7 separate regions of the Mus musculus genome follow, and regions 1, 3, 4, 5, 6 and 7 are each linked to region 2. The links are chromatin contacts, called in public ChIA-PET, Hi-C, HiChIP or PLAC-seq and promoter capture Hi-C maps. All regions are on one chromosome and are shown on one strand. The core of a region is the stretch at or near the end of the contact, and the rest is flanking DNA. Distances in the headings are between cores, read along the strand shown. Region 1 has its middle 18 kb from the start of Gm40763. Region 2 holds the start of Bbs10 (Bardet-Biedl syndrome 10 (human)). Region 3 has its middle 12 kb from the start of Gm30624. Region 4 has its middle 11 kb from the start of Gm40763. Region 5 has its middle 85 kb from the start of Gm30624. Region 6 holds the start of Csrp2 (cysteine and glycine-rich protein 2). Region 7 overlaps 1700020G17Rik (RIKEN cDNA 1700020G17 gene).

Evidence for each region. Promoter capture Hi-C pulls out the DNA fragments that hold promoters and counts their contacts. Hi-C and Micro-C count contacts between places; a contact is called where the count stands out from the background. ChIA-PET counts read pairs in DNA pulled down with a chosen protein or histone mark. HiChIP or PLAC-seq counts read pairs in DNA pulled down with a chosen protein or histone mark.
Region 1: a contact with region 2 is called in a promoter capture Hi-C map of pre-B cells, with 3 times the contacts expected there. The contact joins the enhancer-like site here to the promoter of Bbs10 in region 2. A contact is called at or near these places in 8 of 39 promoter capture datasets (the 3T3-L1 cell line, the C10 cell line, embryonic stem cells and 3 more), 1 of 15 datasets of contacts at CTCF or cohesin (pro-B cells), 9 of 484 Hi-C or Micro-C datasets (B cells, the G1E-ER4 cell line, embryonic stem cells and 1 more), 1 of 115 datasets of contacts at active chromatin or transcription factors (embryonic stem cells) and 1 of 9 other capture datasets (macrophages).
Region 3: a contact with region 2 is called in a FOXA1 HiChIP or PLAC-seq map of pancreatic cancer cells. The contact joins the enhancer-like site here to the promoter of Bbs10 in region 2. A contact is called at or near these places in 3 of 39 promoter capture datasets (embryonic stem cells, macrophages and stem cell-derived epiblast-like cells), 1 of 484 Hi-C or Micro-C datasets (nephron progenitors), 2 of 115 datasets of contacts at active chromatin or transcription factors (embryonic stem cells and pancreatic cancer cells) and 1 of 9 other capture datasets (macrophages).
Region 4: a contact with region 2 is called in a promoter capture Hi-C map of liver, with 2.4 times the contacts expected there. The contact joins the enhancer-like site here to the promoter of Bbs10 in region 2. A contact is called at or near these places in 3 of 39 promoter capture datasets (the 3T3-L1 cell line, liver and neural stem cells) and 4 of 9 other capture datasets (adipose tissue, embryonic stem cells, liver and 1 more).
Region 5: a contact with region 2 is called in an HNF4G HiChIP or PLAC-seq map of pancreatic cancer cells. The contact joins the enhancer-like site here to the promoter of Bbs10 in region 2. A contact is called at or near these places in 1 of 39 promoter capture datasets (liver), 1 of 115 datasets of contacts at active chromatin or transcription factors (pancreatic cancer cells) and 2 of 9 other capture datasets (macrophages and pancreatic islet).
Region 6: an RNA polymerase II ChIA-PET map of memory CD8 T cells shows a contact between it and region 2, with 11 read pairs. The contact joins the promoter of Csrp2 here to the promoter of Bbs10 in region 2. A contact is called at or near these places in 1 of 39 promoter capture datasets (pre-B cells), 1 of 484 Hi-C or Micro-C datasets (embryonic stem cells), 1 of 115 datasets of contacts at active chromatin or transcription factors (memory CD8 T cells) and 1 of 9 other capture datasets (adipose tissue).
Region 7: a contact with region 2 is called in a Hi-C map of the N1E-115 cell line, with 4 times the contacts expected there. The contact joins the enhancer-like site here to the promoter of Bbs10 in region 2. A contact is called at or near these places in 1 of 39 promoter capture datasets (pre-B cells) and 4 of 484 Hi-C or Micro-C datasets (the Ba/F3 cell line, the G1E-ER4 cell line, the N1E-115 cell line and 1 more).

The regions. Positions count from the first base shown.
Region 1 is chr10:111,653,197-111,655,896 of GRCm38.p6, reverse strand. No RefSeq gene overlaps it. Among named protein-coding and RNA genes, the nearest start is that of Gm40763, 18 kb to the right of the region's middle. Within about 2 kb of position 1,291, at least 31 of the 459 cell types and tissues checked have an H3K27ac peak or open chromatin away from gene starts, as enhancers often do. A contact at or near this core is called in pre-B cells and pro-B cells, where this site is marked.
Region 2 is chr10:111,297,242-111,299,941 of GRCm38.p6, reverse strand. Bbs10 (Bardet-Biedl syndrome 10 (human)) reads right to left here and starts at 1,263. Exons shown (of 2, transcript NM_027914.1): 1 at 1,035-1,263; 2 at 1-729. The coding sequence starts at 1,219. Osbpl8 (oxysterol binding protein-like 8) reads right to left here. Exons shown (of 24, transcript NM_175489.3): 24 at 2,695-2,700.
Region 3 is chr10:111,671,983-111,674,706 of GRCm38.p6, reverse strand. No RefSeq gene overlaps it. Among named protein-coding and RNA genes, the nearest start is that of Gm30624, 12 kb to the left of the region's middle. Within about 2 kb of position 1,321, at least 155 of the 459 cell types and tissues checked have an H3K27ac peak or open chromatin away from gene starts, as enhancers often do. A contact at or near this core is called in macrophages, nephron progenitors, pancreatic cancer cells and 1 more, where this site is marked.
Region 4 is chr10:111,624,317-111,627,065 of GRCm38.p6, reverse strand. No RefSeq gene overlaps it. Among named protein-coding and RNA genes, the nearest start is that of Gm40763, 11 kb to the left of the region's middle. Within about 2 kb of position 1,310, at least 18 of the 459 cell types and tissues checked have an H3K27ac peak or open chromatin away from gene starts, as enhancers often do. A contact at or near this core is called in liver, where this site is marked.
Region 5 is chr10:111,768,428-111,771,127 of GRCm38.p6, reverse strand. It overlaps the pseudogene Gm46193. Among named protein-coding and RNA genes, the nearest start is that of Gm30624, 85 kb to the right of the region's middle. Within about 2 kb of position 1,342, at least 35 of the 459 cell types and tissues checked have an H3K27ac peak or open chromatin away from gene starts, as enhancers often do. A contact at or near this core is called in pancreatic cancer cells, where this site is marked.
Region 6 is chr10:110,918,715-110,921,457 of GRCm38.p6, reverse strand. It overlaps Csrp2 (cysteine and glycine-rich protein 2), which reads right to left and starts at 1,282. Exons shown (of 6, transcript NM_007792.4): 1 at 1,204-1,282.
Region 7 is chr10:110,803,177-110,805,876 of GRCm38.p6, reverse strand. All of the region lies in intron 2 of 1700020G17Rik (RIKEN cDNA 1700020G17 gene), which reads left to right. Among named protein-coding and RNA genes, the nearest start is that of Gm36808, 6.0 kb to the right of the region's middle. Within about 2 kb of position 1,291, at least 71 of the 459 cell types and tissues checked have an H3K27ac peak or open chromatin away from gene starts, as enhancers often do. A contact at or near this core is called in the N1E-115 cell line, where this site is marked.

The DNA.
Region 1 (2,700 bases), core at 42-2,541, 360 kb before region 2:
ACAAGTGAGACCAGCAGGCCTGTGGCTGTGCCTGTCACACTCACTTTACCCCAGCTGTCTAGAAGCATTTGACGGCTGTGTATACATTTGTGTGTGTGTGTGTGTGTGTGAGTGTAAGTGTGTGTGTGTATGAGTGTGTGTGAGTGTGTGAGTATGTATATGTGTGTGTGTTTATGTGTGTATGAGTGTGTGTGTGTGTGTGTGTAAGTGTGTGTATGTATGAGTGTGTGTGAGTGTGTGAGTATGTATATGTGTGTGTGTTTATGTGTGTATGAGTGTGTATGAGTGTGTGTGTGTGTGTGTGTGTGTGTGTGTGTATGTGTGTGTGCTCTGCTTCTGAAGCAGAGATAAGAGCTCTCTTATGTTATTAGCACTTAGATGAGTGTCCTGAGCCATGGACATAAACTAAACCCAAAAGCAAGAAATATCACTGGGCAGCTTCTTATTGCTTCTAATTAAATGTTGCTACAATTGTCACGACTGTCCCCACAGTCCTATACTTCCCTCTAACCTCGCTAATAACCCAGGGCCAGTGTTCACTTTGTTAATGATGAGAAGGTGAGGCTGGGGAAGGAAATGCTCTCTGTACCCAAGCATCACAAGCATCAAGTGTCTGGACTGGCAACCGGTGTCCTCTAACCTGCAACAAACAGTCTTCGGAATTTACAAACAGAGATCCAAGACGTCCCTGAGCTGTGCCAGCTAAGCCAGTGGGTGCCGATGTGTGATCTGAACTACACCTCCCAATAAGCCTGCAATGATCAGCAGACCCAAAAGCGTTCCTATCTACCCAAACACACGCATAGTGTGCTGTAGGCATCTGTAAAAGCAGGTTGGGGACCGTAGTAATACAATGCTCTGGAAAGAGGAAATAGCTGGTAATTAGCTTAGTCCTTCTTATTCCCTGCTGAGAGTTTCTGCACCTGGGCACTGTGCCCACGGTAAAGGGAGAGGAAGAACCATAACCTAAGGAAGACTTGCAAGTGACTGAAGCACAGAGGTAGAAATGCCAGGGTCTTGCCTCACCCTGAGGCAGTCGGAGCAAAACAGTCTGAGTTAGAATTAGCTTCACGTCAACTGGAACGGCAGCTTAAGAACTCCTCTTGTCAGAGATTTTTTTCCCCCTTTTCCAGTCGAAAGAACTAAAGACAAGCCCGAAGTCAGAAGAACAATAAAGCAGGTAAAAACTTGCACTGAACACAAACAGAGACCCATTCTTGTGACTGGCAAGCCATAGGTCATGGTTCGGTACTTCAGTATGACGGCCGTATTCCCTCTGTGACTCACATGCTCTCTGTAGAAAGACTCTGCGGGGAGGATATGAGTAGCTAGCTTAAATAATTGCAGGGTACCTGTGCCACCGGGACTCCTGTTGCTGGAGCGACCGCATCTCTCCGTATTCAGGGAAGTGTTTTCATATGACCCAGCCAAGGAGCTCATGTCTGTGACACCCCGGGGAAATTAAGGAATGATTTTTGAGAAACGGCAGACGAAATTAAGGTTCTTGTAGAATTGGGCTGGATTTTCTCAGAAGAGAATATAAATACCAGTCTGGCAGGAAGGTACATGCCTGTAACCCTGGCACTCGGGACACAGGGGTAAAAGGCTTATGAGTTCAAAGGCAATCAAGAGCTATAAACAGAGGTGGAGGCCAATTTTGGCTACATGGTAAGACCCCATCTCAAGTAAGTAAGTAAATTAATGGCTGGCACTGTGCTCTAACAAGGTCGTCTTTATCTCTAGACTTAGAAGAATCCCATGAGATAGCAGTATTATCACTAGTATTTTTGAAGTGAGGAGACAGACTAGGAGATATTAATTAACACCCCAAGGTCACAAGTGCTAGTAAAGGCAGCCTTCCAGCCCAGTTGTGCAGGCTGCTAGACCCACCATGGCCTTCCCTACCCACTGCTCCACAAATCCTGCCCTTAAGAACCAAGGCAATATCAACACAGAGCTATTCTCTTTTTTTTTTTTTTTTTTTTTTTTTTTTTATTTATTATATGTAAGTACACTGTAGCTGTCTTCAGACGCACCAGAAGAGGGCATCAGATCTCTGTTACAGGTGGTTGTGAGCCACCATGTGGTTGCTGGGATTTGAACTTTGGACCTTTGGAAGAGCAGTCGGGTGCTCTTACCCCCTGAGCCATCTCACCAGCCCCCAGAGCTATTCTCTTAACTTTTAGAATTGTACAATATTTATTTTCATAATTGTAAATAACCTTACGTCCTAATGTCCATCCTTTTGAGGAGTCATGAATATTCTCACCCATCCTGAAATAGTTCCATCCCATGCTGGAGGGAAAGGAGCCTGAGTTTTAGATTCATTTGCTCAGCACTGCAACGCAGCGGGGACGATGGCTCATTTCCACGGACACAGCAAATCCCCTCTATGTCAAGGACCATGAGCTGTGCTGGTGAGTTGGCTCAGGAGGCAAAGGGGCTTGCCACCAAGACCGATGGCCTCAGTTCAATCCCTGGCTCCCACGAGGTGGAAGGGGTGAACCCCTGAAAACTCTCCTCTGAACTCCACATACATACTATGGCACTGTGTTCACACACACACACATCCCCCACACACATTTAACAAATGTAATTTTTTAAATGTAAACACCATGTAGACAATGTGACTATAAGCCTTGCTGTAAACCACCATAAATAACTGGGTGACCATGATTTTATCTTGGGCGAAAGCAATCA
Region 2 (2,700 bases), core at 14-2,513:
AGTTTTACATTCTGACCACGCAAGTGGTTCATTACTGTTTTTGTCCTGTCCGTGATCCAGCACTGAGATGCCTGAAACTGTGTTTCTGAATTGAGAACAAACTCCGAGCCAGCCGATGAAAACTGAGGCTGGAGGATTTCTGTTACTATCACCATCCTAATGTCACCATCTGCTGGGCAGTACATAGAAAAGTCCCTGGGAAGCACAAGGCCATCTATGATTCTAGAATCTGAAACAGGAAGGCCTGTCACGCCAACATTCAACTCTGCAAAACAGTGATCCAACAACTCAAATACTTCAACCCCACTTTCACAAGCCATACACTTGAAAACGTAGTCACACATCAACTGTGAAATGAATCTGTGATTGTTTCTTCCCACTCTTCCACAAAAGTATGCTTCCAGGAGCAACTCTAGCGAGTGCCTGCACAGTTTTCTTCCTTCAGTGGATGAAGAAAAGACAGACAGGTAGTGCCTGCTTAAACTCCGGTCTACAATACAACCTAGGGTTTGTGTCTGAAACGTTTGCAGAGCCTGGGAAATAGATTTCCACTGACAACAGTTTTTCCAATGCCTTTCATGGCTCTGAATATTTTCAGAAGTGAATGAATCTTTTCCTTTTTCTCCGATTGCATGAAGTCCTCTGAGTAAATGGCAAAGAAAAATAATAAATGTCTTAGCACCATCTCCTGTCTTTTTAAGGTGACTGGAAACACACGCCACTATCATCCTGTATAGGAAGGGAAAAAAATAACTCAGATTTTCTGGGTTAAATCCACATTTTCATAGCTATAAGGCACACAGATTGTCCTTTTGACATATAGGCTTTGCTTTACTTTTCCTTTAACTACTTCATTCAGGGATGGGGAAAGAGTAAGAAGTGTTCTGTGCACGTGATGAGGTTTGGGGCTCGGGACTAGTAGTTTGGGCAGCTCTCTGATGTCTACACTGGTTTTATCCAGGTCCACGGCCTCAGGATGGGATGGGAGATTGAGGGAGATGCGCGCCTAGTGGAGGGCAGGAGAAGTGAGGTACCTGGCTAAGGGATGCTCTAAGTGCAGCGCCTCCAGGAGGCAGCCTCCATCCCTGCTAAGCAGCACCTCGCCGGTGGGCTTCGTACACAACACTTGGCCGCCCTCGGGCCCCACGCAGCGGTTCGCGATGCTCTCCAGCACCTCGGCCACCCGCAAAGCCGCCGTCACCGACCCCTGGGACGCCATGGGTAAGGAACCACGGGTAACGCTTCCGTTAGGTCAGGCCCGCAGAAGGGCGGAAACGGAAGAGGCGGGGAAAACGGCGGAAGAGCAGTAGCTTTGGCATCGATTGGCGGAAGAGCTCTATGCCCCTCGGTGGGGTGGAGCCCCGCCAGCGGTGGGCGGAGACTCGAGTGGTCCTGGGACGTCCTTACTTTCCTGGTTCACGTCCCGCGGGCCTCCCTGGCCACTGCAACCGCTAGGTCTCTGCAGGGAAGGGCTCGGGCTCGGGGGCGTGATTACCGCCCCATCTCGAGCTTACTTCTCTAGTGCCCCTGCCGTGTAGTTTGCTCTCCTTGCCTTCAAGCAAACGGTTTTAGAATGCAGGGCAGGCGGAGAGAGCTTGGGCATAGCCATTTCTAGGCTCGTGGCTTCCGCTGGGGTGTGCTACCTTGTGTGTGTTCAGGTATGGACGAAACCCCACCTAGTTAAACCACTTGAGCAGAAGTAGATGTTTGCCTTTTATTCACATCGATGATCAATTGTATTTGTCATTTGTACTGTATACCATCCCAAAGCAGAAATGTTTCACCCAGTAAAACACAAAGGCTTTAGGGAGCGCACGAGCGCTGGATTCATAGCTAAAGGGCTTCTTTCAGCCAGAGACCATCTGTCTCTGCTTTCCTCATTTAAAACAAACAAGTTGGTAAAACAAAACAAAACAAACAAAACCAAAAAAACCTTTAAAGTTCCGAGGTGGATAAGTTAGTTTTTGTACTGTTTCTAACTCGAAGTACAGCCAAGTATTTGTCATTTACTCACAAAATTCTCATGGTGGATCATTACCCAGGCTGTCATACCCACAAGAAATGAATGCAGAACAAAGCTGTCAATGTTAGCAGGAAAGTGATCTTGTAGATAGATATTCAATGACGTTTAACACTGACAGCAGTGTCCTTACCCCACACGGGCAAGAGGATTCTGAGGGACAAGTTAGAATGAGGTGAAAGGAAGACAAAATCATGAGTAAAGCCTTCCTGAGGTTTCCTCAATAACTCAGTAGTAAACGACCGGGAGGAGAACAGCATTTCAGTGTCTAATGATACTGCTTCAGTGTTTTTTCTTGGTTGCATTCATCACTGGACATTATCTTTAGACTGAAATAGTGGGATATTTCAAACATTTAAACAGTACAATCAAGTGCACTGTGTAGTCGTGATTCAGGAGGCTTTTACCTGAGAAAGACAGACCGCCTTTATTCTTACTGTGTAGTTTTTGGGGTCATTTAGATATGCTGAGCCTCATCTTTAATGTATAAAATATGTATAAACTCCACTTATTTTAAAAGAATATAAAGTATCAAGTAAAACATATATTAGAGATTGTCAAAATTCCTGTCAAGCCTGTACCCATCTTTTTCACACACACAATAAAAAATAAGAGGATTAATTTAGTACATTATGCATTAATACATTATATCAAGAGTCACTGGATCACAGATTGCTCTT
Region 3 (2,724 bases), core at 72-2,571, 370 kb before region 2:
GAGAACAGATTCATGTTGGCTCCCTTTTTCTAATTTTCAAGTGGGAGAAGGAAAGGTCTGGTCCGAAAATCTAGACAACAAGGGTTGATTTTTATTTACAGTGATAGAAAAAAAAATTAACGTTGAAATCTCAGAACAGGTTACCCAAATGCCTACAAATCATTTAATGCACCTGCCCAGCTCCAGCACAGCCTCTTCCCGCAGAAATCAAAGCCAAATTGCTCAAGGGTCACCTAGGAGTTCAGCCCCAACCATTTCCCTGACTATACCTGCGAATTATGTGAATGAATCTTTTCTGAACTAGCGTGCTTCCCTCCAGCTACCTCTCTTCAGCAGGCTGAGCTAGAGGGCTGGAGGTCAGGATGTGGCCCAGTCTCCTGTTGTAGAAATACCCGCAGGGTGATATATGCGTGTTCATTACACACCTACCGTTTGCCAGGCACCTAGGAACAGAGCCTCTCCGTGAGCTTCCCTTCACTTCATGAAGAAATGTCGTAGAGTGTATAACCTAGTCTGTAATGTCGACGAGTGGTGTGAGGAGACATGGGAGTGGATGATGGGAAAGGCCTATAATTAAGAGCTGAGGGTTGAGAGGGGGCAGCAACAGAAGCTCTAGAGAGGGGGGGCAGGAGCAAGAGGAGAAGAGAAAGGAGCAAGAGCTCTAGAGAGCAAGAGAGGGAGAGGAGGGGGCAAGCAGCCCCTTTTATAGTGAGGCAGGCACATCTGGCTGTGGTCCGGTAACTGTGGGGCAGAGCCTAGACTAAATGCCAGCACTGGGTATTTGAAGTCGTGTGAGCATTGTAAATGACCTGGAATTTTATTCTTGGTCAATGGGATGTCATTCAAAGACAGGACTAAGAAAATGGCTTTCAACAATGTTCATGGGGTCACTCTTGGGACGATGAAAAGACCACAGTGAGAAAAGAGGGTACCCAGTGAGGCCACTGGCCAGCACTACAAGATGAAAGGGGCACAATTGCCCTACTGGGGCCATGTTCAGTCTGAGATGTCTGTTAGACATCTAGGAGGAAAGGTTAATGACATAATTGAAAATGCGAGTCTGGTTTGAATTAAAAAACAAAAACAAAAAACAAATGCTGGACTAGGAGTATAGATTTTTAGCATTTGGGGGACCTGGCAAACTCAGGGAAGGGGCATTCAAAGGAAAGAAAGAAAACTGTGTAGAAAATCCACCATTCACAGCCTCACAAAGAGAAGCCTGAAAAAGAGACAAACTGGGGTGGGGGTGGGGTGGGAGTTCTGCATGATATAGAGGAAGCCCAGATAAGACTGTTACAACAGGAAACTGACCAACTCTGCCAAACTCTGCTAAAGGAGAGAGTAACCAAACACTGGTTGGTCAGTGCCTAATCTCAATTCCCCTATAGGATCCATTGCAGTGGGTTGGATGGGTTGGGGGACGCAGATAATCGAACTCTAAAGTTGCTCCCCACCTTTTGCTTTTATGACTTGACACAGCTATAAGTATCCCTTCTACACTGTCCCTTATACATCCCTAAGGACACCATTCTGACGTCCTCAATTCCTCCACCACTATTTCAAAACAAATATAGATTTTACTGGAAGAAAAAGTAAATAAAATGAAATGAGTCAACCCACTGAATCTCTCCCCAGGCCCTAAAGGCTCAGGAACAACTTCGCTAAGTGCCCTTGGGATGCCTTGCTGGAGTCAAGTGTTTACAGTAGAGTCTCCAGTTTCACTCTGAATGACCTCACTCAATAGAGCGAAGCCCGGCAGATCCGGTTTGACAGCCTCTCTCCAACTCAGCTCTAATCAGCCAAGGATCAGATCTGCTGTCACCCCATTCTTCAGGATGAATCAGCTTTTCAAGTGGAAGGGAAGGAGAATCAGTCTGTTAAGTCAAAGTTACCCGAGCTGCCCGTCTATTCATGAGAAGCTAGGGAGATTGTAAAAGGCCTCTGTTAGTTTCACATCTCAGAGAAAGAAGAAAATTAGTCTTCATCCGCTGAGGTTGGCAGAACAGAACCCATGAACTGGGTATTTCACAAGTGACAGCAATTTCCTCCCCACAGTTCTTAAAGTCCCAGTTCTTAAAGCCCAGTGACAGCAGAGTCACTGTCTTTTGAAGGAGTATTTCCTGATTCATAGAGGGCACTTTCTCACTGGGCCTTCATAGGACATGACTGCAAATGCCCACCTTTGGGTATCATCAGGAGGGGCTGCACCCCACACACGGAAGGAGAAAGTCACCTCTCCCACAGCCCCGTGATGCAAAGTCATGGCGTTGCTGATTTTGCTTCCACACAGAATTTGAGAGAACCCAAACGTTCAGACCGCAGTGGCGTGTTTACATGCACAGACAGGCATGCATATAAACACATATAAACTCATTTCCTTTTTAATCTTCTGGTTCAATGATAATCTCTTATGTGTGGAAGAGGGCACTTTTGCTTCCCAGACAGCAGCTGTCATGACGGAGACACTGCAGGCATCTCGGGTGGATGGGGAGGCCAGGATGCCACCAAAAAAAGCCCGCACAATGGACAGAACATCTCCCCACAGAAAAATCTGACCCAAAACGTCAAGAAGTTCAAGTAGAGAAACCCGGAAGTCATGACGGAAGGGCAGGAGCATCAACAGAATCTGCTTAGTCTTCAACAGCGTGGCATCTTTATTGGCCTGGTGTGTTCTAATGAATCTATGCTGTAATCTGATAATATACGATCTAATGAATCTATACT
Region 4 (2,749 bases), core at 61-2,560, 330 kb before region 2:
AAGAAATAACAAGAAATAACTCATTTGGGACTAATTGTCCTGGCACACATTGCCATTGTGTCCTTTATGAAGAGAAACTAGAGACAGATATTAGAATCACTCTTATCTGACCATCTTGAGACCAACTCGGAGGCACACAATTAAAGTTCAAGAAATCGGCCATAGCTCCCTTTATTTTCTCCTGTTCATCTACTTTATGAGTTAGTCTGTCTTTATGAGTCTGTCTGTCTGTCTGTCTGTCTGTCTGACAAAGACCAAGTCTTCAGACTGAGTCTCCTTCCATGGGCCTTTTTCAAAACAAAATCCCCAGATGCCTAAAAAGTAGGATAAAATATGAAAAGAGACCTCCCGCCAAAGAAAACCAGCTCCAATATGCCAAACTGAGATAACTTTGAATGTATTAATACATAAGGAGGAATTATTTCTGATCATTTTAAATACAATTCTATAACAGGGGTGAAATGTCTACTCTAATGTTAAAGAAATCCCTAAAAGGTCACCCTAAAGAGGTCATCCTACTTGGGCAGTGGTGGCCTTCAATCCCAGCACTCAGGAGGCAGAGGCAGGTAGATCTCAGGTGAGTTCGAAGCCAGCCTGGTCTAGAGTGAGAGAAACCCTGTCTCAGAAAACCAGAAAAATAAAAAGGAAGAAAGAAAAAGAGGCCATCCTAAATGTATGACTTATCGTATGGTGTATTATCTATCATAGCTAAATTCTTTTAATTTTAATTTTACACACACACACAAACATTGTGGACAGGTGTAGAGGTTAGAGATCAGCGCTCAGAGGACAACGTCCAGGAACCCTTCTCTCTTTCACCACACGGGTACCAGGATGGACCTTGTGTCATCAGGCTTGGTGGCAAGCATCTGTACCTACTGAGTTATTCATCAACCTAGCAGAGAACACGTTTAGTGTGATTTCCCTGTCAGGTTCAGTCCTACCAAAGGATCCCATGTGGGAAAGCAACTAAAGAGCAGGCAGTGTGGGACCACAGTCCGACTACCCCATGACTGTTGTATAGTTCCTGAACCAACAGAGCAACATCATAAAGGATAGGATTGCTTTTCCCGGCCCCTTAACAGCTGCATAGAACCATATGATTGCTTGTGGCTAGCAACGGTAAGTTAACAAAAATAAGTCACTTTCATCGTACCGAGACCACTGAGAGTACAAGACATCTAAGACCTTTCTCGGCTACTGTGGCACGGTAATGGATAGTGTTCGCCGCTCCTCATCTACCTATGACCCGGATTGCATGGGCAAACAGAACCCGTGCCTGAGATGTGTGCACTTTCAAAATCACAACAGCAAAAGAGCAGTAGAGCTGTGTTATGTAAGCTGCTAAGGACTTAGTTTGTCACTGGGACACTGCCTAGCCTAGCCTGGCTAAGAGGAACACACATACACGCACACACATGGACTGCCACCACACACCTCAAGAACGGATCTTCACTGGGAATCCCTAGCATCAATACTAGAATGGGCTCTCAGAGAGTTTCCATCTGGCTGGCCTGGTTTCTCAGCCTACATTCCTAAAGTGTAGCCTCAAGGTAAAGACGTTCAAAATGGATACCCTTCCCACTGATTATCCTGCTGACAGCGAGCGATGCTTCCACAGTATAGACTCCTCCAGAATTTTCTTGCTCTGTTTTGGACACCAGATTCAATTGCCAGAACAAAATTTAAAAATCATGGGCTGGAGCAATGGCCCAGAGGATAAGGGCAGTTGTTTCTCTTGAAGAGACTCACAGTTTAGTTCCCAGAACCCACACGGTGGTTCATGACCATCTGTAACTCCAGTACCAGGAGTCCTATGTTCTCTTCTGACCTCTGCAAATACCAGGGATGAGGGTGGTACACATACACACATGCAGATGGGCACAGTACTCATATGCATAGAATAAAATAAATAAATCTAAAAAAAAAAATAGTCTAATTTGGAAATCATGCAAAGGATTTGGGCCTCTAATTCCAGCACTCAGGAGGCAGAGGCAGGTGGATCTCTGCATTCAAGGCCAGCCTAGTCTACAAAGCAATTCCGGAATAGCCAGGGCTACCCAGAGAAACTCTGTCTTGGAACACCAAAAATAACTAAATACATTCACAGGAGTCACTTCTGCAGGCTAGAAGCTCACAGACACATCCCTGTTCAGCAGCAGGAGCTGACTTCCCCTGCATCAGAGCATCTTAGCCCGGCTGCTTTTCCTTGTTAAGCGTCTTTTCCGGGCTATTTACAATTAGTCTGTAATCATTTTGAACAAAAGATTTCTCAAAGCTGGTTTTCAGTTTCTGCCCCCTGAGGAGACCGTTTCCTATCCTGCTCGCTGTCACTATTCATTTAGCACAATACTGGGTTGTCACAACACCCACCCCTAAAAAAGCAGTCTCCTTGACATTTCACCACAACCTTGAGGGCCGGAGGGTTTGTTTTTTTTTTTTTAATGCAATTTTCCAGCCGGTGGTTTCAAATTATTTCACAAAGAACTATAAGTTAAATGAATCTTTTAGGGAAAAAAAAGATAATAAAAGAGAAGCCAAATCTCTTTCAACCAAGCTTACAATCAAACTCGGAACTGTTTTCAAAAACCCCCACTAACAAAGCCAGAAGAAAAACAAAATGAAGGAGGAAACCATATTTTCCAATTTTTTTTAGATGTTATCTCTCTTTTCTTTCTTGTTTTAAGTTGACAGTGTCCCACAGAAACAAGCTGGACAGGACAATGAAGTGAACCATTGCCTTTGACAG
Region 5 (2,700 bases), core at 93-2,592, 470 kb before region 2:
TATAGTCGACTGAAGTATTTGAAACGATGACATAAAAATAAACCCTTCCTTCCTTACATTTCTTTTGTCAAATATTACCACAGTGGTGAGAAAAAGTCACCACCCTACTGAGCCCCTATTCCCACGTCTTCCTGCATCTAACCTCTCCAAGCCTGACTTAGACAGGCCAACTCGGCTCTACCACAGTTCTCCACTTCTGCCCAGTCCCTCTCAAAATCAGACCCTTCCATGGATAGACCTAACTGTGTGATGCTTGTAAGCCATGCCGCTCAAGGTGTGATGTGTGGGTCTCCAGCGGCTGTATCATCTGGTAACTTGCTAGACATGCACAACAGAATCTCCCTTTATTGCCACACCCAAGATCACTTACATATGCTCATGACATACTGTCTGACAGTACCAGTCCAATGTATGGATTCTCACGTAACAGTTTATGGCAAAGGCTAACAAAGCTATAGCCAACTAGGGTAATAAGGTTTGTTAGCCATTTTAAAATAGTCTCTGAGATAAGAATAATGACACTAGTGGGGGAATCAAAAGGAGGGTCGTTATTTCCCAACACATGAAATGGTATGAAGTCCAAATATTAGTGTCTACAAGTATAGCTTTGTTGGAACATATGTCCATTCATTAATATTTGCCTATGCCTACTTTTACACACAATGGCAGAGTTGAGCATTTATAGCAAAGACTGTATGACTGGTAAGTACAATAATATTTTATATCTGGTCCTTTTCAGAGGTTTGGTGACTCTTGTTTTTAGAAGAAAACAATCATGATCAAGTGGGAAAAAGAATGAGCTAGAAAGAGAGTTTGGTAGCGTGGTAGTTTGGCGTGCTGCCAAGCCTGATGACCTCAGTTCAACCTCAGGAAACCACCTAAGAGGGGTGCCAACTCCCTCCTCTGTCCTCTGACCTCCATTCATGCACACACATACATGCACTAGGTAAATGAATGTCAAACAATTAAATAATAGAACTGCCAGTTATGAGGTAGGAAGGGGAAGAAAGTAAATAGCTGAGCAAGTGAAGTTTCCTCCTGAGTGCTAAACCCTCTGGTGACCCAGCTGCTGCAGAGTGGGAGCTTGTATCTGTTACCCTCATCACTTCCCGCTGATGATTGCTCCCCGTGGAAACGCAGAGGTGGGCTTTAAACATGACAAGAGAGTGTGTATGTTGGGGGGGGGGGGGTTGTCCCAGAGGTTCAGAGTTGAGGAGGGATACATGGAGGATTTGAGGTTCACTAGCTTCACGACACAGTCTTCACTTAGGTTCATACTCCTCAAACAAAATCAGTGGCCGGGGAGGGGGCTATCTCTAGCCCTGGAGAGCTAAATGACTCACTACTTCTATTGAAAGGAATGCCTAAAAATGAAAGCATTCCAGTTTGAACATCACAGCCGCTCTGCCTGCAGCCCTTCTTTTTTCCACATTCCATAATTTCATGTCTCCAGGAGACCAGTTCGGACTTTATTCATGATCTAAACGTTCACACAGCGGTACACTTCGGAGAATGGTAGTTATTATGATTTACTAAGAAATGTTCTGTAGGTTGCTTTTTTCTTCCATTCCCATTCTCTCAAACTTTATGGCCTTGCCTTTTCCTTCTGTATTGCCAGCATGAGGACAATAGTCAATAATTTTAAGAAACCATTTTCGTAGTTTCAAAAAGCTTCTACCTAAAGAACAGCTCGGGTGTCGGGGAGCAGTGCAGTTGATAAGAATGCTTGCGTGAAGCTGGGCGGTGGTGGCACACGCCTTTAATCCCAGCACTTGGGAAGCAGAGGCAGGCGGATTTCTGAGTTCGAGGCCAGCCTGGTGTACAGAGTGAGTTCCAGGACAGCCAGGGCTATACAGAGAAACCCTGTCTCAAAAAACAACAACAACAACAACAACAACAACAACAACAAAACAAAAACACCCCCCCCCAAAAAAACAAACAAACAAAAATGCTTGCATGGAGCTCTTAGATTCAATCCCCAGTCCCACATAAACTTAGTTGAAGGCAGATTCTGTCGTCCCATACTCTGTTGGTAGAGGCAGGAGGATTAGAAGATCAGTTATCCTTGACTAAGCAATGACTTGGAGGCCAGCCTGTGCTACGTAAGGCCCACAGTTTAAAAATAAATAAATGGGGCCAGCAAAAGTTTCATCAGGTAAAGGTGTCATGGCCACCAGAGTTCTACCCCTATAAAGGTGTTAGGAGAGAACCAACTCTACAAACTTGTCCTCTGACCTCCACGTAGACCGCACTACACATTACCACACATATACACTGCATACACACACACATTGACAATAGTAATATGTTTTAAATGATGATGAAAAACTTCTCAAATGTGTTCAACTCAAAACATAAGGGATTATTCTAAAAGTGCACACAACATCCAACTCCTTCAAATGACAAAAGGATTTGAAATTATGAGCCTTGAGGAGGCCATAGTTACTTGAGAATGTTTCCTGAAATTTATCAGGAAATGAAGGAAGGCAAAGGAGGAAGAATTGAGATCTTTATCAACCTGTAGCCCACGTGTCTTTTTGTTGTTGTCGTTGTCGTCATCATCGTTGTTGTTGTTGAGAAAGTTTTTGTGGCTTTAATGTATCATGAGGCATTGAAACATCTGAACAAATCAGTATCTAGGCGGTTGGTGAGGCAGCTGTTTTCCCTTCACTCCTTCGGGTTACTAAAGCAACTTGTCAG
Region 6 (2,743 bases), core at 33-2,532, 380 kb after region 2:
CCAACATATTCAAGATAACTAAGCAAACAGTGTTCCAGAGACTCATGGGATGTATACGTCTATGGCAACCTGGCTATAAAAAGTGGGGTCAAACAGCCTTGAGGAGTAATGAAGGAATTATCAGTAACAATTACAAGGCAATGGCAGAGAATAGGGTCCCAAATGTCACTTGTATGCAGTGTTGAGATTGTATGAGTCTCTCTTTTGAAATCTACCGTTTAAATCTTTCTTGAAGAATCTGGGTACAAGAATCACTTCCTTTTTGGATTCTTTGGTTTTATGTAAGTAGAGATTAAGCACGCATTGAAAAAGTCAATAATTTAACTATTTTCGCTGCCCAAGTTAAAAAATTACTACACCCAGCCCCCCCCCCGCCCCGAACTGAAAAGCATTTAATAAAGTAAAAATGTATGCGACTCAAACAAAACAGGTCAAACCAAATATTTACTCAAAAAGTAATCAGGTAAACAAATAAAGTTCAAAGTCCTGGCTTCCAAGGGGGCAGAAGTTTCAAGAGCTCTCCCCTCACCTCACCCCTTACCTCACGGATGCCTATAACTATTATCTAGCTCTGAACCCATACTGTGACTTTTAGGACCTGTTGCAGAATTTCAGAACCAAGCAATGCTGTATCCTTGTTTGTACTTTAAAGGTAGAAAGCACCAGGAAAAGCTAGGAATGTTCAACTAGAATTTCACTATGGTTCCTTCTGTGCCGGGTGGGCAGAGACCACCGAACAAAGGCGATGGCCAGGAGCTCCGTTTCGCCACAGGAGAACTGGAGCTCAGAGGGTATGGAGACGCCCACCACCCCAGAGTACCCACCCAATTCCCGAGAAGGTCGTCAGGGCTGGGCAGACACACCCTTGGGGCACTGGAGCCCCGAAGCCTCTAACCCCTCCTACCCGAAGGGGAGAATCAGCCCTGGGAGGGAGCCTGGGGCTACAAAAAGAGGCATTGGCGGCCACGAGAAACTCCCAGCTCGCCTCTCTCCCAGAGAACAGGATGGAAAATTAAAGGTCACAGGGGATGATTTACCTGCCCCAAGGACATGAGGTCCCAGGGCAGGGATGGTCTGGGGGCGACAGCAGGTGTGCTAGTGGACCCCGCATTGGGGCAGAAGTGAGAGGACGGGTGGAAGCATAGTCAGGAGCAGGGGTGGAGATGACAGGGACCGCGGGGCTGCAGGCTTCCTAGGACTCACCCGAGTGGGAGGAGGGAGCACGCGGCGGGCGGAGCTAACGAGGTCTGACCGAGGAAAGCCGCGGGCGGATCCGGAGACTGGCGGGAGCGCGTGTGCCCGCTTTTAAAGACTTATGTTGGGCGTGGCCTTGTTCGCCACGCCCATCATCGGTCATGCCCCTCGGGGTGTGCGATGGTCTCCGCCCGGCCCGCTGAGCTGGGCTCCCGCTGCGGGTTTCGAGCTCTGGCCCCGAGACAAAAGACCGGAATCCCGCCTCTTCCTGCGGCTTCCCGCGCGTCCGAGTCTCCCACCGTCTCCGGCTGCTCCTACCCGCCGGTCCCGGGACGTCCGGAGCACTCAGGATCGGCCCGGAGCCAGCGAGATCCGGTGTCGCCCCGTGGGATTCCCGCCACCCTTTACTGCACAAACGCCATATGTTAGCCTCCGGGGTGCAGGACTCCCCGGTGCAGGATAGTCTCTGGTCAGAATCCCGGCTTCTGGAATCCGCAGCTTTCCTGTCGCGAAAGAGCTGCATTCCTCATCTAGACTAAACAAATGACGTTATGAAAACACCTCATTCCCCAAGTGTTTTGCTTTCCCCCACCACTCTTTGCTGAGGGGGGAAGAAACCCACAACCCACGCAGAAACCCTGGCGCCAAAAGGCTTCGGGTTTCAGTTTGCAATTGTTTGCAGTTGTCCGAAAAGTCCAGGGATGTCTCGCCGGCGAAGACAGCAGAAAGGACCTAAAATCTGGGCTTGAGGTGACATATTATTGTTCTAGACAAAAAGCAAAATAATGTCATCTCTATCTGGTTTGTATTCTAGGACATTTGGTGATCCACTTCTCTGTCATCAGTAGTGGGTTGCCCTAAGAATTAGTATTTGAAGAGTGGTGACCTCCACGCCGCAATAGGCAGCGACCAAAACTACTCCCCTCTGTCACAAATCGATCACCCCTTTCATCCAGGCGCAACATCATGCTGTTAATAGCCTAGTTCTTTGGTGGGGGTTAGGATGACTTTAACTGATAGATGCCAGTACCCTCGCGTTGCGACAATAAAAAATTTCCCGCTTACGTTGCCAAAGGCCCTGTTAGGGGGGGTAGGAGGAGGCAGAGTTGAGGAAGGCCCCTCCGGTGACAAAGTACAGGCCTGGTTTATGCCTTTTTATGTCGTATGCTGGGCCCAATCCAAAATAAGCTCGTAATTGCAGCCAGATTCTCTGTCCACCAAGGACTGTTGAAAAACAGTGCAAGTAGTGATTGACATCTCCCCCAGATTGCGGCAGGAGTTTGAAAGCATGGGTGCCTGCTGTGAGCTTTTCTAAATACCAGCAATTCTTACATTCACGATTCCGATCTGTTTGCTTTACCTCCGCAGCTTGCTGCACTTCTTACGGGAGGGGCTTCTGGTTTGTTTTCACTGAAGGAAGCAGGGTAGTTCATGTTCCCTTTTTTTCAGCAAGCGATTGTCCTTTTTCTGCTACTCCTGAGGTCCACTAGAGTTTCTCTGAGGAAGGGGCCTAAGGACTGGACCTGTTGTTTTTCTGTCAAACTATCTG
Region 7 (2,700 bases), core at 42-2,541, 490 kb after region 2:
TTCAGTGAAAAACAGCTTGCTCTTAACCCCCCCACCCCCCACCCCCAGCCATGTCCAGCTAGGATAGATGAAGCCACAGGACACCAAATGAGGACCGTGGCTACCATGCCTCATTCATCGTTCTTATCTGGTTGACTGCTTGTAGAGAGATGTGAAACACACAGGCTGACTGAGCAGTGTGCTGTCCTATCCTTGGTAACTCTCAAAAGCAAAAGCTAAGGGCATGAGGAATGCCTTACTAGACCAGCATTAGCTAAATTATGATTTTGAGAAGCAAGATCAGGTCAAGGCACCAGGGATCAAAATCCGATGTCTCTGACCTCTGTCTTCACAAGCTCCCTTCCTGGGAGTGGACAGCCCCATCTTGTCAGAATCAGTTCCAGACAGCAGCTCATCTCTAGAAGCTCCTGAGCTTGGAGCCTGGAGGGTCAGGTTTCCAGAAAGCCAGGCAAAGTCATCAATGTGCTGTGTGAGGGTGGAAATTCCATATGGTTTCTGACTTGTAAAAAAGTAAAATAATATTTTCAAAAGGCTCTATCTTCTCTATTTCAGCTTGTTTTCTCAAGGTATAACCTCTCCTTGTGGTTACTCTCTAAAGGGAAGTATTTTTAAAGGTCTCCTTTGGAAATAAAAAAAGTTACGTAAGTTAGACGTTTGAGCTGTGTCAGCAAGTATGTGCCGGGACCGCCTGCCAGCAGGCTGTGGGTCCTCAGTGGCTGCCTGCCTGCCTTCAGACCTGACTCAGAAGGGAGGTGGAGAAAGATTTGACAGTTTCATTTTATATGTGAATAATTTTGAAAATGTTTAACTAGGTTATAATAACCTTGGTTTTTATAAGCCAGGGATTAAGCCAATTCATTCCCCCATCACCCACCCTCCCCATCTCTAACTTTGAGACTGAAATGCTCTACAGTTAAAAGCAAGGACTTGGGATTCCAGATCTTTGCAGAATGGGGATAATGCTAGAGGGTTTGGGGAGAGTATGTCAGATTGGTAACAATAGATAATACTAGCACTGCATTTCACTAAATACAGAATATCCTTATACTTTGGAGTCGACGGTATGAGTCTTGTCTACGATGGCATAATATCCCCACCTTCAGGAATAACGCGTGCATAAAGGGTGATGGAGCCATTAGTTAAGACTATGGTCTTCCATTCCAACACCAATAATTCATTCATTTAATCTCCCTGAGCCTTCATGAATCATTTAGAATGTGGGATGGCAATCACACTAAGGTTTTGTCAGGACTGACTGACTCATGACTGAGTGTTCAGGACAATGAATAGACCCTGTAACAACGGTACAATAACCACAGTATGGGCCGCCCACGGGGCAGGGGTGTTCCAACAGTTGCTCAGAGCACCCTTGCCAACTTCCTGGCCCCCTTCTTGTCCCGCATCATGGCTCTTATTCTTTCTCTCCATGGAACGGTCCTTCAGCTACAATAGCAGCACGCCCAGGAGACCACATCCTCTCCCATTGCATCTGGGTTTGATTAGCCATCCTCTTCCCTTGCATCTGGATTTGATTAGCCATCCTCTCACTCTGCATCTAGATTTGATCAGTTTCTCAGGTCCCACCTCAACCTAGGACAGACACTTCTGTGTTTCAATATTATGTTTACTTTACCGACCCACCAATCTCACAAAAGCAACATTTGTTGTTCCCCTTTCCATGTTTTAACACACGCTTCCAGATTCCGGAAATCAAGTGGTAGAACCTCAGTCCAAAGTTCGTGCTGCCCACTGGTCCCTGGGAGGATGCTCAGAGAGAGAATCTTTCCATATTCTTAGGTATTGCATAGAGGGAGAGTAACCCTCAGACCCACTTTCATGGAACACTACAAAACAGCCCCATTTGAGTTTTCTCAATCAGCTCGAGTTATGGCATCACTTCTGTGTCTCGGGGACACTTCACAGTGAGGAATTACGCGAAGGTGCAGTCTGCCATACTTATCTTGGAGACAGCTGGATCAGTCACAGCCGAGAATAACCAACCCCAAAGGGGTCTATTTCCACCGATCAATCAGCTTGCTGCTGTTGTCCTGGGACGATCACTAACTCCTAAATTCTGCTTTTTGCTCGTTTCTTGGCCTTTAGCTTCTATACCACAGATTACAGCAGGCAAGGAGAGTTAACTTGTTCTTTGGCTTCTTCTATTTTGCCTTGTCCTTACACACCTCCCACCTGTGCCAGCTGTATGAGTCCCCACCCGGTAAGTGCCACCTCGTGGCTAATGCCATCCAAGCATTCTACTGTTCTGTAATAGATGTGTTCGGAGTGCAGTCATTATGAGTTCTGACTGCTCACTCAGGCGGACTTAACTCCTACTCCGTATTTTTAAGTATCAAATAAAATCCCTTTGGTTCTTTATTTGACTTTCAAGTTCATGAAAATCTTCTGTAACATTAAATTGCACCCCAGTGCACTCTCTCTTACTTGACTAAATCGGCACTGTCGAGATGTAACAGTGGGGCTGGTACAGGGTTTCCCGCCGTAACGTTACCATTTATTTTATGTTAAATGACCACAGGCCACATTGTGTCCACCGTGACACTCCTCTAGCGCTTTAACTCCAGTATACCTGGCACACCTAAACTTTGTCCTCCCTATGTAATGTTTTCCAGTACCTGAGGGAGAAGGGAAAGTGGATGTTGTTCAAATCACTGCTTATAATCCTGAGAAATGTTAGTGACT